Regions from separate parts of the Sus scrofa genome. Here region 1 is linked to region 2. Evidence: chromatin contacts called from public Hi-C data. All regions are on one chromosome and are shown on one strand. Each heading gives the region's core, a stretch centred on a gene start, on an enhancer-like site or on the middle of the called end of the contact. The rest is flanking DNA. Distances are from core to core; before and after follow the strand shown. Region 1 overlaps HIP1R (huntingtin-interacting protein 1-related protein). Region 2 overlaps MPHOSPH9 (M-phase phosphoprotein 9).

What was found. Hi-C and Micro-C count contacts between places; a contact is called where the count stands out from the background.
Region 1: a contact with region 2 is called in a Hi-C map of embryonic fibroblasts, with 1.9 times the contacts expected there. The contact joins two enhancer-like sites.

What each region holds. Positions count from the first base shown.
Region 1 is chr14:30,014,547-30,018,245 of Sscrofa11.1, forward strand. The region is part of intron 1 of HIP1R (huntingtin-interacting protein 1-related protein); the gene reads right to left. Among named protein-coding and RNA genes, the nearest start is that of HIP1R, 7.9 kb to the right of the region's middle. Within about 2 kb of position 2,050, at least 38 of the 83 cell types and tissues checked have an H3K27ac peak or open chromatin away from gene starts, as enhancers often do. A contact at or near this core is called in embryonic fibroblasts, where this site is marked.
Region 2 is chr14:29,716,346-29,719,758 of Sscrofa11.1, forward strand. It overlaps MPHOSPH9 (M-phase phosphoprotein 9), which reads left to right. Exons shown (of 24, transcript XM_021074060.1): 18 at 136-305; 19 at 1,404-1,550; 20 at 2,353-2,473. Among named protein-coding and RNA genes, the nearest start is that of PITPNM2, 12 kb to the right of the region's middle. Within about 2 kb of position 1,661, at least 7 of the 83 cell types and tissues checked have an H3K27ac peak or open chromatin away from gene starts, as enhancers often do. A contact at or near this core is called in embryonic fibroblasts, where this site is marked.

The DNA.
Region 1 (3,699 bases), core at 800-3,299, 300 kb after region 2:
GAGAGACGAGACCAGGATGAGGCAGTGGGGCCAGGGCAGGCGCCCCAGCAGGTGCTGCTCCCAAGACGTTCAGCACCTGGTGGGGGCTTGAGACCGAAGTCTTGGGGTGTGGATGCTATCAGCCAAGCCAGGCGACCAAGCTGGGACACTGGTCAGCAGCTACACCCAGTAAGCCCGTCCTTGCCCCCTCACCTGTGGGGCTTCACGCCAGGTAAAGGGGCCCCAGGAAGAGCCACACAGTCAGGGGTGGGGCCCTGGGGAGAGGACGGCCACTGAGGAGGGAGCAGGAGCTCAGGTGCCTCGCGGGGCCACAGACCCTCAGCCTAATGTGTACCCATATCAACGACACCATTCTGGAAACCCACCACCCTTGGCAAGGGCTCGGACCACAGAGGCTGAAGCCCTGGTCGCTCTCAGTGAGACCGGACATCCTCCAGGTCACAGGAAGCTCTGCACAGCAGAGGAACGTGGACTTGGGGAGACCCCAGCCCCCGTGAATGGGACAAATACAGATCTGTGGCACCCCTGTCCGCAGACCCTGGTCCCATCCACCCTGGATTCACTGGAGAGCCTTTGCTTTAGAAACTCTCCCTTTCCTGACTGGGAAGCAGGAATTAAAAAGACCCTCCAAGAGTTCCCACTGTGGCTCAGCAGGTTAAGAACCCAACTAATATCCATGAGGATGCAGGTTCGATCCCTAGCCTCACTCAGTGGGTTAAGATCTGGTGTTGCCATAAGCTGCAGCTCGGATCTGGCATTGCTGTGGCTGTGGTGTAGCTCTGATATGACCCCTAGCCTGGGAACTTCCACATGCCACAGATGTGGCCGTAAAAAAAAAAAAAAAAAGAAAGGAAAAAATTAATTACATTAAAAAACCCTCAGGGAGTTCCCACTGTGGCACCATGGGTTAAGAATCCAACTGCAGTGGCTCAGGTCCCTGTGGAGCTGCAGGTTCGATCTCCAGCCCAGTGCAGTGCATTAAAGGATCGGTGTTGCTGTTGCTGTGGCGTAGGTTGCAGCTACAGCTCAGATTCGATTCCTGGCCTAGGAACTTCCATGTGCCATGGGTGAGGCCATTTAAAAAAAAAAAAAAGACCCTTGGAACATCTTTCTCTGTTCCAGCCACACTGTCTCCCCTTCTGTCCCTCAAACAGGGCAAGCCAGGTCCCACCTCCAGGCCTGGTTGTGCTTCTGGGGCCACCCAGCTCTGAGCTAAAACGGCCCTCCCAGGCAGCCTTCCCCAGCCACACACGAGAGCATCCTCCTGGTTATTTTCACCCAGGACACTTATTCTCTGAAACCATCTTATTTGTTTACCATGTATTCTGTTTCTACCTCCGACACCTGAGCAGAAGTACTTGACACAAGGAATCCTGTTGGTTTTAGCCCCTCCCTGCTGTACCTCCCATCCCCAAATCCGCGCCTGGTGGCCAATAATCTTTACTGGATGAGTAAAAGAGTGAACACTTGAATGAACAAAAGCACTTTCAAACAGAAGTCCTGGTTAAATGCAAGGCAGTGAGTGACTCTTTCTCCAGCTAATAATTTAGCCACTAGAGTTAAATAGTAAACGCAACTATAAAACAAATTCTATTTTTAAAATCAACCCTGAAATGAATCATACCTCAACCTCCCTGTACTGTTATCACGACACTTAAAGGCGGCACTTGGCAGGGACAAAGACATCCTTCAGAGAGCCAGGGCACAGAGACTGGCAGAGAGGTGGGTTATCCTGCTTTAGGGTTTCCCAAGAGTTGTTTGGAGGACAGAAAGATGTCATTCAAATGCTTTGTCGCCTCAAAGGCCACTAATGAAAGCAAACACAGGATTTCTAAAGCCGAGAAGGTGGCTGGATGTGGTCATGTGCAAAGCGGTAGGGAGCCCTGGGCCAGAAGTCTGCAGCAAGGTTGTTTCAACAGACGGGAAGTCTGTGGAGCAATGCCATCCTGCCGACTGAACTCCTCCCTTCATTCACGCCCCCTGGTCCCCACACTGTCTGTTTACGCAAGTGGAGGCAGGGCTGCTGTGGCCGCCTTCTCTGCAGGAGGGCGTGAGCTCCAGGCAGGATCCGCCCACTCACCAGGATGCAGTTTGCAAAGGGCACTACCACCTCTCCCCTGGCCCTGCAGGCGACACGTGTGAGGAGGAGGTAGATGTGGCTGGAGTCCCACCTCCAGGATGGCCAGGAAGCCAGCCCAGGCAGCTTCCTTCCCTGGGCCCTGGTGACATCACTTCACAGACCTGTCTGTCCCTCAAGCCAGGGGGCTGAGTCACTCCCTGGTGGAAGAACCTATTGCAGTTTAGGGAATTGTGTTTATTTCAGCAAGAGGAAAAACAATCCCACGTCCACTGAACTTTTCTCCAAGGGCTCAATCTCTCCCCACAGCGGGTGCCACAGCCTTTCAGGCCTCACCGAGAGGCCACATCAAAGAAGGGAGACCCACAGGTCCTGGTGGCACCCATTCATTCAGCGCACACAGGCTGAGCGTGTCCCCTGAGCCAGGCACTCCTGGGTGCTAGGGCACAAGAGGAGTCAACACAGTCCCTGCCTGAGGATCTGGGGGTTCAGGAGTTGTGCTTAGGGGCTCAGAGGAGACAAGGGAATTCTCTCTCTGTGAAGCAGATCTAAACACGGTGTGGCTGCAGTGTTTGGGAAGAATAATATCGCGAGAACTAGGGAAGCCCAGGAAAGCTTGAGCAGGAGAGCAAACAAGGTGATACTTGAGTCCACCCTGGGATCAGGTGGAGCAGGGGGAAGGGTATCGCTGACAGCAGACCGGCTGGCAGAGTCTCTTCAGGCGGGCCTCTCAGGTTAGCTGGCTGGGTTTCCCTGTCCCTCAGCCAAGCAGGCCGAGGCTCAACCCCAGTTTCCACTTCGAGCTGCTGGACTCGGTGCCCAGGAGGGTTTCATTCACAAATGGGGCGCTGGCCTGGGGGCAAGGTCAGGAGGGTGGCCGTTCTGCCAAGGAAGTCACAGCTGGCTTCCCCTGACCTCTCTGGGGTCCCCAACACACACACACTGCCGAGTATCTCTCAGAGGATGGCATCACCTGGGGGCAGGACCTGCTGTCCTGGAAGGGGGGGCACCACAGGACCACTCCTCCAGGATGGGCTGTTCTCCGCCTTCCCGAGTCGGCCCACCCCCTGCGGCGGATCTGCTCCTCTCCCAGCAGCCCTGGCTCCCACCCTCCTCACTTACAGGCTGGTGCGCAGGGACAGAACCCATGAAGGCACTAGCTCGACTCCTTCAGTCCAGCCTGCTTTCCTGTGCACAGTTAGCTGCTACTCAATGCAGCATTTACTCTGCACCAGGTACCGTGATGTCCTGTAAAGCCTCGTAGCCACCCCAGGGCTCTATGGGGTACTAGGATTATCTCCATTTGGCAGATAAGCAGACTGAGGCACATAGTCTGGCTCTTTACAGCTCTGCCACAGCATACCTGCCCATCTCCCGCCTCCTTCGCTGAAATGAGGATCCTTGGAAGGGGACGAGAGGGCTCGTCATTTCCCCATAGGTAGCACACCCCAGGCACCAGAAACAAGCCAACACACAGCAAGTGATCCTCGTGAACATGTCATGGGACAAACGTACGTCAAAGATGGGAAGGTGGAGGGGAAAGACAAGCAGCCACACCCCCACCCCGGCCCAGACTAAGAGGTCACTGGATACCCGGGGAGCCCAGAGGGATTCTGGGAAGA
Region 2 (3,413 bases), core at 411-2,910:
ACAGCCTGATCACCCCCAAAAGGCCCCACTCCTCTAGACACCATTGCATTGGGGATTGGAGCGTCAACATAAGAATTTGGGGGAGACACAAATATTCAGTCCATAGCACTGTGTGTCTTATAATTATTATTTAAGGTACCATTCTCCTCTGGAAAAGGATCCTTCGCTTGGAAGTTCAAGTTTATTGATAAAAAAACAAAGAGAGACTTCAGACGCACCAATCATGAAAGCTTTGAAAGAACTTGATGAAGAAAAAATATTTAAAAATTGGGGCACACAGACAGAAAAAGAAGACGCCTCAAATAGTAAGTATTTTATTCCTTGTTTGACATCAGTATAGATATATATTTTTCTGCCCCCTCCCCCCCATGATATTACCTTCTTAAAATGAAATACCTCAAGTAATGAAATAAAAAGTTAAATTTGTTTTGTTGCTGCTTCAGCCCCATTTTAGATAGTTGAATCCCCTAGTTGTTGATTTATCATCACCTCACATATGTACCTTTTATACAAAGCAAATGACATATTAGTTCTAATTCTTAAAGATTTACATGGCATTCTTTTTTTTTTTTTTTTTTTTTTTTTTTTTTGTCTTTTTGCCTTTTCTTGAGCTGCTCCCTCGGCATATGGATATTCCCAGGCTAGGGGTCCAATCAGAGCTGTAGCCACCAGCCTACGCCAGAGCCACAGCAACACGGGATCTGAGCTGCGTCTGCGACCTACACCACAGCTCACGACAATGCCAGATCCCCAACCCACTGAGCAAGGCCAGGGATTGAACCCGCAACCCCATGGTTCCTAGTTGGATTTGTTAACCACTGCGCTAGGACGGGAACTCCTCACATGGCATTCTTAAAGATATTTGAAAATTTTTCTGTATGTTTGTCTTAGATGCTCATACCAAAAAGGTATGACAGACATTTGGTGCCCTTGTGGTGAGATGTTACATTGCCTACTCTCCCTTTCTTGGGAGAGAGCCTCTGTCATTGGGACAAGAAGTATGTTTAATACCTTTTTTTCCCACAGGTCCAGGCATTTGTACTTTTTCTGGTGTGTATTTGGTGGGGCCTGCTAATCATGTCATTAACGTCTCTGGCGTTCCATCTCCAAAGCAGTTTCTCCTAGTAAATAAATTAGTGACCTGCTTTCTAAAAATAAACTCTCTTGAAAAATCACCTTGAATGCCAAATGTAAACAGAGAACCAGAATGAATTCATTATAAACTCCCACATTTTTCTTCATCAAGCATTTTTTTTTTTTTATCATTGTAATGTGGTGTAAATCATCATTATAATCTAGATAGAAGAATTGCTTGCTTGGTCCAACCATCTGTTAATAAAGGCAGATCACTGAAGCTAGGTTTGTTTTGTTTGTTTGTTTGTTCTTACATGTTTCTGTTATAGAATTAGTGACTTCCCGGCAAGCTGACACTTCAGTCAACGCTGGTCAGTCCCCAGAGAAAGGTGCCCAGCAAAGACAAAAGCGATTTCATTCTGCTTCGCAGAGATCGTCATCTTTACCACCATCAAATCGTAAATCATGTGCTCCAAGTAAGAGTTAGAGGTCTGGGTCTTCTGTGCTTGGAAGGGGGACATCTGAGCTGTACACACTGTTTGACTCTCAGTTTCCCTTCCTCCTGTCCTAGCACTAGTACAGTGCTCTGAACAGTTGCCCTAAGTGTGCTCTTGTCCACTGATACTGTCTGGCTGCCCAGTTGCTGTGTCTGTGACTGAAGAAATTCTCACTGTTTATCAAAGTGAGATTTTCTTGTGTCCCACAAGTGTTTTGCAACTAATATCACTTCACAGTTTTTGAGACCAACTCAGCTATCTATTTTGATGACTATGTACTTAAACATTTGTTCAAACAAATTAAGCTGGCCTGGAAAAAGATGTTTTTTCCCCCAGGTATTTAACTCTAAGGTTACTCAGCATTAGTCACCGTTTTCTTTAGCCAGTTACAAGTATGGTTTTAAAGTTAGGCATTGGATTTCTGTATCCTTAATTTCTGTTTCTGTAACTGCTGAGGAGATATGACTGTTAGTAGGAATGTTCACTAGGCACTGGTGTTTCCATCTTATTTCCAGTCGACTTCTAAAATCCTGAAAAACCAGTTTTGAGTCAGAGTGCTGAAACTACAGTCTAATATACTAAAATGTTGACAGTGGTTTCCTCTAGATGTTAGGATTATGAATTATTTTTATTTCATATACTCTTATTTATCTTTTGGAAAGTGTTACAATGAAAATGTATTTCTTTTAAAGTTAGAAAAAAAGTGCTGAAAAGGAATATGTTCTGCCAACGTAGTATATACCTAGAAGGAAAAACTAACTCCTCTTCTTTTCCTCTCTAGCAAAAAGAGAGATTATGTTAACACCAGTGACTGTGGCTTATAGTCCAAAGCGATCCCCTAAAGAAAATTTGTCCCCAGGATTTAGTCATCTGCTTAGCAAAAATGAAAGCAGTCCGATTCGGTAAGTTCTGTAAAATAGTAGAATAAAATATAGATATTGTTTTTTTAAAAATGTCCACTTGAGTTCCTGTCATGGTTCACCGGTTAACGAACCCAACTAGCATCCATGAGGACGTGGGTTCGATCCCTGGCCTCGCTCAGTGGGTTAAGGATCTGGTATTGCCATGAGCTGTGGTATAGGTCACAGACATGTGTCGGATCCTACATTGCTGTGGCTGTGGTGTAGCCAATTCGACCCCTAGCCTGGGAACTTCCACATTCCGTAGGCATGGCCCTAAAAGGACAAAAAAAAAAAAAAAAGACAAAATAAAAAAGTCAACTTATGCCTGTAGCTATCACTAATTTTTCAGTTGTCAATGGGAATTCTATGGATATAAATCATTTAAATGAATGCCATACTAGAAGTAAAAAAGTACTACAATACATGAAAACTGTTAACTTTATAAATTGGCGCCTATAAAATTTAAATACCACCTCAGAACCACTTCCAGCCTTTGGATATACAATGATAATTCTTTGTTTTACTGACAAGGCTTAAGATGCAGGGAAAATTTAGGGCCATTTGTATAGAAAAGTGGGCTGTCCTGGTATGACCCTGGCACTAAACGTAAGGTTACCTGTGCTCCTGAGAAAATTGTTCTCCCCCTGAAGTGTGGTCAGCAGAGTGTGCTGCGGTGGGAAGACCACTGACTGCTAAGGACATGGGGCCTGGTGACCCAGCTCCATCAGGCTCTTGGGGAAATTGCTGAAGCATGTTGAACCTCAGTTTCCTCTTCTATAAAACGGGGATAATAATGCCTACCTGCTTATTTCATGTGGTTGTTATGAAGATCAAATAAGATAATGTCTTGATTAATGCTTTAAGTCGCCAGTAGGTAAATATAATTTTGTGTTAGAAAATATTGTTTCAGTTTTAAAAAAATTATATGACCAGCTTTCTC